Linked DNA regions of Drosophila melanogaster: region 2 is linked to region 1. Evidence: chromatin contacts called from public Hi-C data. All regions are on one chromosome and are shown on one strand. Each heading gives the region's core, a stretch centred on a gene start, on an enhancer-like site or on the middle of the called end of the contact. The rest is flanking DNA. Distances are from core to core; before and after follow the strand shown. Region 1 holds the start of AOX1 (Aldehyde oxidase 1). Region 2 holds the start of lncRNA:CR43849 (long non-coding RNA:CR43849).

Region 1 (5,403 bases), core at 871-3,370:
TGGAGCGTATGGTGCAAAGGTCACTAGAGGCAATATAGTTGCTTGCGCCACGGCTTTGGTGGCTTCAAAGCTAAGGAGACCTGCCAGATTTGTCCAGACCATAGAGTCCATGATGGAGACCATTGGCAAACGATGGGCCTGCAGATCGGACTACGAGTTCCGAGCCAGAGCCAATGGATCCATTATCATGTTGAGTAATAACTACTATGAGGATTCCGGATGTAATCTAAATGAGAACGTCGTTGACTTCCTGACTCTGCCAATTCTGAGGAATGTTTACAATCTGACTGACGCGAACTATAGGACCCAAGGCAGTGCCATCAGAACGGATGCACCCAGCTCCACTTGGTGTCGAGCTCCTGGTTCCGCAGAGGGTAAGTCAAAAACCATTTAAAAAGGTTTACAGTATTTACATATACAATATCGTTCACATTCACAGGAATCGCCATGACGGAGACCGCTTTGGAGCACATAGCCTTCACCTGCCAGCTAGATCCTGCCGACGTTCGTTTGGTAAATCTTCAGCCCGGAAATAAAATGGTGCAGCTGCTGCCAAAGTTCCTGGCCTCCACAGAGTACCACAAGCGGCGGGACCAGATTAACTTATTCAACTCCCAGAACCGATGGCGCAAACGAGGTCTGGGATTGGCCCTAATGAGTTTCCCGCTGAACACGACCGTGGCCTTCAACTATCCGGTCACAGTGGCCATCTATCATGAGGACGGGTCGGTGGTGATCTCTCACGGAGGCATTGAGATTGGCCAAGGAGTGAACACCAAGGCGGCCCAGGTGGCAGCATTCGTGCTGGGTGTTCCGTTGGACCAGGTGAGAGTCGAGGCCAGCAATACTGTAAACGGAGCCAACTCCATGCTGACGGCCAACTCGATGACCAGCGAGATGATCGGATTGGCAGTGAGAAAAGCCTGCGACACTCTAAACAAGCGACTGGCTCCGGTGAAGGAAAGACTCGGACCTCGGGCCTCCTGGGTGCAGGTGCTCCAAGCGGCCTTTTTGCAGTCCGTGTTTCTCATCGCCACGGAATCTTACCGGTTGGGGGATATCCCCAACTACAACATCTTCGGGTTGAGTCTCACCGAACTGGAACTGGACATTCTGACGGGCAACCATCTGATCCGCCGGGTTGACATCCTAGAGGATGCCGGGGAAAGCCTGAGTCCACATATAGATGTGGGTCAAGTGGAGGGCGCTTTTGTCATGGGTTTGGGATACTATCTCACCGAGCAGCTGGTTTACGATCGTCAGACAGGTCAGATTCTGACAAACCGCACCTGGAACTACCACCCACCAGGCGCCAAGGATATCCCGATAGACTTTCGCATCGAGTTGCTCCAGAAGAGTCCCAACCCCGTGGGCTTTATGCGATCCAAGGCCACGGGTGAGCCTGCTCTGTGTCTGGCTGTCGGAGCTCTGTTCGCCATGCAACACGCCATCCAGTCGGCCAGGAACGATGCGGGTCTTCCGAGGGAGTGGGTTCGCTTGGGGGCACCAACGACGCCGGAAACGGTCGTCCTTAACTCCGGAAGCCAGGTGGAAGCATTCGCCTTGTAATGAAATGAAGTTCTGGCTTAGATTTGGGTATTTTTCGATATTTCATTTGGTGTACTGCTTCGATCTTTTGATTTCTTTATCTGTATTATGTAATTTATCTTACTAAATAAATATAGAATCGTGTGGAAATCGTTTGAAGTTTTGAAGAATCGTTCTCCTGTTATATAATTCCTAATAGAATTGTATACATATGTACATATATGTTTTGAAGAAATCTTTCGCTCATAAGGCACCACTCTGTTTATAGGACTAGTTCCCCTTATTCCGAACATAATCTCGCCGTTTTGTTTAGAAATATGAGCAAAACAAAAACGTCGAAACAAGCCGTTTACTGATAAAGCTTTCAGTTCCAAAACCGAGGGAGAGTATTTGAAACCGGCAGACGATAACGTTTCAGAGTGCTACGATGATCTAATGCTGAATTGTGAGCGCAGTATATGGAACATGGTAGTTAAGAGCGGGGAGCAGGTGAACTTGAACTTGGAGAGGCGGGAGTCTCTTTCGAGGGCCGGAGAACCACTATATATATGGGGCTACGGAAGGCCCATACCCTCAGTCGCTCGCAGTTCGGCGTGGAATCAAACGAGGCTGACAAGTGGACTCATTGCCACATATTGTGAAATAACATAGTTTCCAGAACCCACTATAACCATCCAAATAATTCTGAACACCCGCGTCAATTGAAGGCGAGAAAGGCTGCAATTAATTTCACAACGATTCCCGGACGGCTTTTAAGTGATTCAAGGGACTTATATAATTCACAGATAATGGCTGGAAGAATTACAATCAACGGCACCAGCCACGAAGGTGTGTATGCATGTGTGGGCAGTTAATTGCCTATGGATTGATGGGGGCTGGCATCTACAAGATTGCCGAGACAACGAACTGGAACACCAGGGTCGAGAAATTCGACTACTAAATACCTGCTAGTTAGATGAGAGTTGCGACGACCTTGTGAAAAGCTTGGTGAATTACTTCTGAGTAAAACATGGCTAGACTCGTTTCCAAAACAGTTGTAACAATATTTTATAGGGTTCCATTTCATTTTGCTAATTTATTTTCATTAGCCCATCAGAGCACTTCTACAAACTGAGAGGTACTGAATATCAATTACAAGCATTTTCTTCTAAAATATTTAAATAATAGCTCAGCAGCAATCGTTAGCTCATAAGAAGCAGATATCGCAAACAATTGTTCTTTGACATGTTGTGAGGAATTAGGCTACTCGATAAGATAACACCCGGATTGTGTAGACACTTATGCCTCCGTTTGCTTGTGCCCCCTAGTCAACCTGTCTGCCCTGCCGGCGGATATCTCGCTGAACACTTTCATCCGAGAGTATGCCGGATTAACGGGCACGAAGTTCATGTGCCAGGAGGGCGGATGCGGCGTCTGCGTCTGCACCCTGACTGGGATTCATCCGGAGACCGGAGAGCTGCGCACCTGGGCGGTCAACTCGTGCCTCACGCTGCTGAATACGTGCTTGGGCCTGGAGGTGACCACTTCGGAGGGATTGGGCAACAAGCGGGTCGGCTACCATGCCATCCAGCAGCGACTGGCCAAGATGAACGGCACCCAGTGCGGCTACTGCTCGCCGGGAATCGTGATGAACATGTACGGCCTGCTGAAGTCCAAGGGCGGCAAGGTCACAATGGAGGAGGTGGAGAACTCCTTTGGAGGCAACATCTGTCGCTGCACTGGCTATCGTCCCATTCTTGACGCCATGAAATCCTTTGCCGTGGACAGCAACATCCAGGTACCAGCTGAGTGCATTGACATTGAAGACCTGAGCACCAAAAAGTGTCCCAAGACCGGCCAAACCTGCTCCGGCAGCTGCAAGAAGCAGCAGCCCAAGGGCAGCCAACTGTATCCGGATGGCAGCCGCTGGAGTTGGCCAGTGAGTCTGGGTGACCTCTTTGCCGCTCTGCAGGGAGCAGTCAAAGAGAAGCTGCCCTACATGCTGGTGGCTGGAAATACGGCCCACGGCGTCTACAGACGTAGTCCGGACATAAAGGCATTCATCGATGTTTCCGGCTTGGCGGAGCTCAAGGGTCATAAGCTGAGCGCAGATAACTCATCCCTAACTCTCGGTGGAAATCTGAGTCTCAGTGAAACCATGGAGCTGTGTCGCCAGTTGGAGAACACGAAGGGCTTCGAGTATTTGTCTCAGGTGTGGCAACACCTCGATTGGATCGCTAATGTTCCAGTGCGCAATGTAAGTCAAATCCAAGAGGTTTGAAAGCCCTCGACCCTTATCTAATCAGGCCAACAATGAAAACACCTTGAGCACCTTGTGTTTATCAACCCATTTCGCATTAACCCAGGCTGGCACCTTGGCGGGCAATCTGTCCATCAAGCATGCCCACCCGGAGTTCCCCTCGGATGTGTTCATCGTCCTGGAGGCCCTAGATGCTCAAGTGATTGTCCAGGAGGCGGTGGACAAGCAGCAGACTGTCAGCCTGGCCAGCTATCTGGGCTCTTCCATGGAGGGAAAGATTATCCGTGGTCTGGTGCTGCGCGCGTATCCCAAGGAGCGGTTTGCATTTGACTCCTACAAGGTGAGTGCAAATTATGGAGTATTCGAAGTAGTGAAGTGCAGTACAATTTCTTATCAACGAAAGTAATGCGACTTTACAAATGTCTTGTAAGTTTTTAGAAATGCGAAAAAAACGAGCAATTACGACACTTTGGGGTGATTATCTCAAAGCTGATAAGATAGCCATTCTTTCATTTACAAATCATTTAAAATTGAATATATTTTAATTTTACTCTTTTAACAGATTATGCCCCGTGCGCAGAATGCCCATGCCTATGTGAACGCTGCTTTCCTCGTGGAGTTCACGGCAGACGCCAAGGTGAAATCAGCTCGCATTTGCTTCGGTGGCATCCATCCCGAATTCGTGCATGCCACAGCGATTGAAAACTTGATTCGGGACAAGAATCCCTTCGAGAACGGATTGGTGGAGAAGGCCTTCGGGCAGCTGTCCACCCTGCTTCAGCCAGATGCCGTTCTTCCGGATGCTTCACCCGTCTACCGACGCAAGTTGGCCTGTGGTCTTTTCTACAAGTTCCTCTTGAAGATAGCGGCTCAGCGAAAGCAGGGTTTGGGCAGTCGATTCGTCACAGGCGGTTCTCTCCTGAAACGTCCCGTTTCAAGTGGCCAGCAGAGTTTTGAGACCTTCCAGGAGCACTACCCGGTGACCAAGGCAACAGAGAAGCATGAGGGTCTGATCCAGTGCTCTGGCGAAGCCACCTACTCCAACGATCTGCCCACCCAGCACAACCAGTTGTGGGCTGCGTTTGTCATCGCGAAGAAGGTGGGCGCAAAAGTCACCAAGGTGGATACGCAACCGGCTCTGGATCTACCCGGGGTGGTGGCGTACCTCGATGCCAAGGACATTCCGGGACCGAACTACGTTGGGCCCAAAATCCGGGACCAGTTTTTCTTCCCCAAGGATGAGGAACTATTCGCCACGGGAGAGATTAAGTTTTATGGTCAGCCCGTGGGCATAATCCTAGCCAACTCCAATTCGCTGGCCAATCGGGCAGCAGAGCTGGTGAAACTGACCTACGAGGGCGGAGCGGAAGAAATACTACCCTCCTTGAAGGCAGTGCTAGACAAAGTTGGATCCGAAGCTGGCAATAACAAGCGGTTGGAGCAGCCCATCAAGTCCACCATCGATGTCCTCCAGCTGGAGGAACCCTTTGATGTGAGCTCCTCCGGCCAACTGGATATGGGACTCCAGTACCACTACTACATGGAACCGCAGACAACAGTGGTTCTGCCCTTCGAGGGCGGCTTGCAGGTGTACGCTGCCACCCAGTGGATGGACC
Region 2 (5,403 bases), core at 2,015-4,514, 130 kb before region 1:
AATAATTGAGAAAAAACGGTTGACTTGGTGAAACCTTTTTCGGCGTTAAGGTTTCGGGGGTTCAATTGAGTTAGGACGGATGATTGATGGTCCTGCGTGGCAATCCGATATATTATGAGGCGCGGTAGGTAGATACAGATACATGAGTGGATGGGGTTTGAATCGAAACTTCAACATTCAACATTCGGCTGCTGTTTGTGGGACTTGTCTCTCAGCTCAGCTGCACTGACAGCCCAAGAATTCCCCATCTGTTGTGTGGGGTAGTCCAAGTCCAAGGTTGGCATTGTGATTCCCGAGTCCGATTCCAATTCCAATTCCGAATCCAAATCCGAAGCCGACTCTGAATCTCGTTCTGAGGCTGAATCTTATTCCCATTCCCAACATATGTTGCCAGTTGGCTTCGTTTAATTAGCTGACAGCTCTGGAGAGGAACGGCGAAGAGAGTCTCGATTCGAGGCACTGCAGCCTGATAAGATCTCGACAAAAAATGTATATGTGTGTACACACAGTATCTGTGTGTGTTGTCTTGCAATCAAATGTAAGCCGCTGTTGACATTGGAGATTAAAAGATATTAAAAACGAAGACGACAACGGCCTGAAGCGGCAGGAAACGGGAGGACGGCGACGGAGGAGGAGCTCTTGGATATAAACACAATGACAAACAGACAGTCCGACGGACACACAAAACATGTCAAAGATGAAATGTTGTAAAGAAAATTGAATTGAATTGAATTGAAGTCCGGCGCAGACCAAACTAATAAATAACAAAAGAAATCGTACGAAAATAAAAGTAAAATCGAAATAAAAACGGAAAAGAAATCTCCAAAGACAAGATTGAATTTCAAGAAAATGTACTCAGCAAAACTTAAAGCTTTAGTTACGGCTGGGCTCTCTTGGAAATCGATTGAATTGTCTGGTCTGGGTGATTAACTTGAGCAGACAAAAACTTAAAAAAAAAAAACAACGGCCGAGAATAATGAAATAAATCGTGTTGAAAAAGAGCCAAGTTAAGCAGAGGGAGTCCCGAGAAAACCCAAACGCAAGACAGACAGTCAACGAAATCGATTTGTTTTGAGATTAAGTCGACTGCTCGTATCCCATCCCATTCCATGCCATCCCTATTCCAATCCCAACTCTCTACTCTTCCTCCTTTTCGGCCAAGAAACGGACTTAACTGAAGCGTAAAACGGAAATGTTATGGACAGGCTCAAAAGGAAGCGTAATGGAAATCAAAGTCCTAACCGAATCAGGTGCAGGAGTTCGGTGGGCAATTAGCGTGGGCAACTCGTTTCGATAAGAATGAATGGACCCAAAATCAGAGGCAGGGGCAAAAGCACTTAGATAATTGTCTTAAAGCCGGGCCCACTCGGATAATTGCTTTAAAGCTGGCCATACTTATAGGACAGCTGTCTCTAAGATCGAATAGAATTGGATCGGCTCGGGATTACGAGTTCCCTGCCCCTTCTGATCATAACTCAAACACTTCAAGACCAATTAAAGGGTTTTCCATTTCTTCCCCAAAATGAATGCAATTTCTCCCGTCTTCCTTTCACTTTCTCGCACTTTCAACTCGCAGTTGATTTATTCCGGGAGAACTTCTTTCCACTACTTGACAAAGACAATTGCGGTTCAAGTACAAGAACAGCTGGCTCAAATTTATACACTTTCATAATTGAATTGTTTGATTGGGAAATTGTTAAAATAAAAAGAGAGAGAATGGAAAAAGTAAAATTAGATGGACACAGCCCAAAAGTCAAGCCTCATATCGGGGGTTGCTATATGGCTATGTGGCTATAGGCTATATGGCTCAATTGCAATTGGGTTCGTGTCGGTCAGGTAAGGGAAACGCATTTATTAGCTGCCATGATAAATGTTCTCCGGCATTGGCGACAGGCCTTCGGATTCAAGGCAAAGGATCTCCGAAATCCCTACCGTCTATTGGGTATATTTTCCCTCTCTACTTTTTTTTGTTTTTTTTTTTGACCGCCAGTCTATGTGTAATTTTAATTCGTTTGGGTCGCACGAAGGAAATTGATATGGGTGCGTCGTTGTTGTCTGGCCCATGGAAAGCCAGGCTCAGGTAAGAATTTGTATCTCGCTTTTCTCCTCTGTCGCACTCGTTCTACTTTTGGTCGCTCGGATATTGAGACATTATAGTTAGGGCATTGATATCACAGCGGGGGATTGTCGGACTCGTAAGTGGAACAAATGTGGCAGACAGTTGGAATTATCCTCGGAAATAATGGTTGCGAAATCTTGGAGGGTTTATGAGATTCAGATAAGTACTGTCTAACTGGTGAATGATACTATAATTATGTTTAAACTACTTCAATGTTAATTGCTGTCCTATCAGTAGCTTGTCCAGGATTGTAGTATAAGTCCTGATTTTCCTTGATTTATTCTGCACGCATTTTAAACTACATTAAAGCCGGTTTTTCCCTAGTTTTTCATCTTTAATCTATGGAAATGCCTTAGGGCCTGGCCACACGCACAAATTACTGGGATCTGGGCCCGGATTTTAGCCCCTCAGTTGTGATTTACCCAACCTACGGCAACTTTTGACTTAGTTTACATATCATTTATTATTTGCGAGGGCCAGGGTCCCGAGGTGCCTTGTTTTCCACAAGGTGTAAGTGCTCTACTAACCAAACACAACTTGCCACGCCCCCGAGGCGTTGGGCGAGAAAAATGCGAGGGAAGGAAAAACTTTTAAATAAAGCAAAGATTGGTGGGCAATAGGAGAGGCAAGATGACGGCATGTCACATCAATGTCACTCAGCATTAAGGCTGAAAGAGAAGTGGTGGGAGATGAGGGGAAAATTCATGTCCTGCGAGCACTGCGATAAAGTTTTTTTTTTGTTATTCAGGCTCGCCTCCTCCTTTTTCGCCAGTTCCTCTTCGGCCGCCGGGCAGCTGAGCGTGAAAAACAGCCTCCTGAATTTTCCCCGGCTTTTCTGTGCGCTTTCGCTTTTCCTACGCTTTCCTCTGCTTGGCTGGACTTTGCTGCCGCTATAAATTTACAAGCGTATAACAAATATTTTCCTTTGTGTTTACAATTTCTTACTGCTTAATATTCCTGCGCGAATGTTTTGTTTCTGTCCGCCATATAGCGACTTATTTGCATAAGATACTTTCTGTTTGAGGTCTGAGCGAAGTTTACCTTGTAAGTAGCTTAGGAATTGCCATAAGTTGGCCTATTCAATGAACTTAGTTCTTTGATGCAGACTTGCCGCAGAAAGCAAATAAGATATTTTTAGTCATCGTCTGCACTCAAATATTCATCACTGGCACATCAAGTTTATAAAAAGGCCTATACTTCTTGCTGTGCTCTAGTGCACAGACGACACTTTTACTGAAATTTATGTTTCAACTACAGAGAAAAGTCAGTTGGCTTATAAATTTCAGGGGCACACGCTTGGCATACTAATTAGCCGAGGGATTTCATTCGAAAAAAAAGGCTAAACAGCAAGCGGAAATCCTGTGAAAAAGGGCCGACATGTGTACGACTCAATTCCGAATTAAAATTCATTTTGCCAAACAGGTAGAATGCTTCCCATTCACACGATTCAAATCGATTCAAAATCCAGTACCCAGAATCATTGTGACCGCAAGCAACAGTTCACTTGTCCGAGGACTTTTCGAGCTACCCACGCCACTCCAGATTGAGTTGTTATTATTATTTATATCCATGGCGACCACGATTCCCGTTTAACAACTCATTTAAGACCAGATCTTATCGCGATCCTTCGTACATCTTCTTGTCCGACTTCCCCAGCTCCAGCCATAAGCATAAATTTTATTTTGCGTGAATTTATGAGTTGCGCCGACGACAGGCGGGGTATACTTTACTTATTTACCAAAGGATTTACACGCCAAAGAATTGGGGAAAATAATGAACTTCGACTGGCTGCACTTGTTGCGCGTTTGCTAATAATTTAAACAAATTTACAGAATGGAAAAACACAGCGCTCGAAAATGCAGGTAAACAAAGGTGTCGCCTCAACTAGTATTTGGTTATAATTAAAGGTCCCTCGCAGTCTTTTCTTCTCTTTATTTTCTCGTCTCTTTGGCGGTTTCTACGCTTTGAAGAAGGGAAGAAGCCGCAGCTCCAGCGAAACCCAGAGATGATTTGTTTACATTCTGATGGAGCCGCATGGGTCGCCACAAGAGTTCTGTGCTTTATGGCTTGATAGCAGATAGCTGCACAGCTATCTGCTGTTTCCACAAAAATCACTCATCACTCGGGCGTAACTTTATATGGATAAACATATCTGTTCGATAGACACAACGCACACTTTCGGGGAATTTTGTTTGGAATCGGATATAATCCTTCACTTGCTTATTTGAATAATTCCCCAACTTCCTCCTATAAATCTCGTTTTTTACGGCCTCACTCCGCTGGAATGCCTTTTTTCAGTTCGTTTCAATTAGTAAGCACTGCACTCTGAAGATTAGAAAACTCAACTTTAAAACATACTTTAATGTTGTAATTCCCAAATCAAAGGGAAATTCCGTTGATCTTTGCTAAGAAGATTGTCACTCGCCTACAGAAGCTCAACCCAAAATCGCCAACTAATCCGGTGCGTAAAAGTTTTCAATTTCTCAGCGGCATATCCAGGTTTGATTTTTCATTTTCCATTTCCCTGCCCACTTACCCGCTTTTCTGCTTTTATAGTCCAACGGATATTTGTCAAGTGGTTTGATAAACTGTTTCTGCTTGTCTTTTGCTAGCTAATCAAATCGGTTTCGAGCCAATTGTTAATCCAATGTATTGCTTGCGAATTTCGCTTTGATTTTTGACAACTTTTCGAGTATCACTCAACACAGAATATTTGTGGTATTTGATTTATTATTATTAGTTTGCACGACGCGCGTATCGTTTGCTTGGGATTTGTGGTAAATATTTTCGTTGGTATTTATTTTCGTTTTCAGTAATCCACTAGTGATTCACATATCTTGAAAAAAGTCTCGTATTCCGTTCAGAGTTTTCTTTTCGATTATTGTGGCAACATGCGAGACACTCACGTCCGTTTCCTGCGACGTCGAGTCAAAAACTGAATTCCAAATTCGTTTCGAGCGACTGACGACGGCAGCTACATCTGCAACATGTGCAGCGGCAACAACACGACAGCAACATCGACATCGGTTGCCGCTGCCGAATCCAGAGAGAGAGTTCGGGGAAATGAACTTCCCGAGAGAGAGGATGAACTCATTCGGGCTCGTTCTAATCGGCATTTTCGCACATTTTCGTTGCAGTTGACATTCGCTGGCGCTGGAAAATTGTCCATGTTGCTGGCGAAAGTACAAATAAAATCATAAAAAAATTTACTTTAAATATTGCTTGGCACATTTTTATTTAAAAGTGCACACCTAGCTCTGTCTTTTCCAACCAAAGAATGTTTA

The links. Hi-C and Micro-C count contacts between places; a contact is called where the count stands out from the background.
Region 2: a contact with region 1 is called in a Hi-C map of the Kc167 cell line, with 5 times the contacts expected there. The contact joins the promoter of lncRNA:CR43849 here to the promoter of AOX1 in region 1. A contact is called at or near these places in 1 of 1 datasets of contacts at CTCF or cohesin (the Kc167 cell line), 5 of 107 Hi-C or Micro-C datasets (the Clone 8 cell line, the Kc167 cell line, the S2 cell line and 2 more) and 2 of 6 datasets of contacts at active chromatin or transcription factors (both in the Kc167 cell line).

The regions. Positions count from the first base shown.
Region 1 is chr3R:15,534,009-15,539,411 of dm6, reverse strand. It overlaps AOX1 (Aldehyde oxidase 1), which reads left to right and starts at 2,120. Exons shown (of 6, transcript NM_142218.2): 1 at 2,120-2,376; 2 at 2,856-3,784; 3 at 3,894-4,127; 4 at 4,350-5,403. The coding sequence starts at 2,337. It overlaps AOX2 (Aldehyde oxidase 2), which reads left to right. Exons shown (of 6, transcript NM_169665.3): 5 at 1-374; 6 at 440-1,699. The coding sequence ends at 1,569.
Region 2 is chr3R:15,665,839-15,671,241 of dm6, reverse strand. lncRNA:CR43849 (long non-coding RNA:CR43849) reads right to left here and starts at 3,264. Exons shown (of 2, transcript NR_074016.1): 1 at 3,065-3,264; 2 at 2,566-3,009. It overlaps pxb (pxb,), which reads right to left and starts at 5,059. Exons shown (of 5, transcript NM_001275680.1): 1 at 4,656-5,059.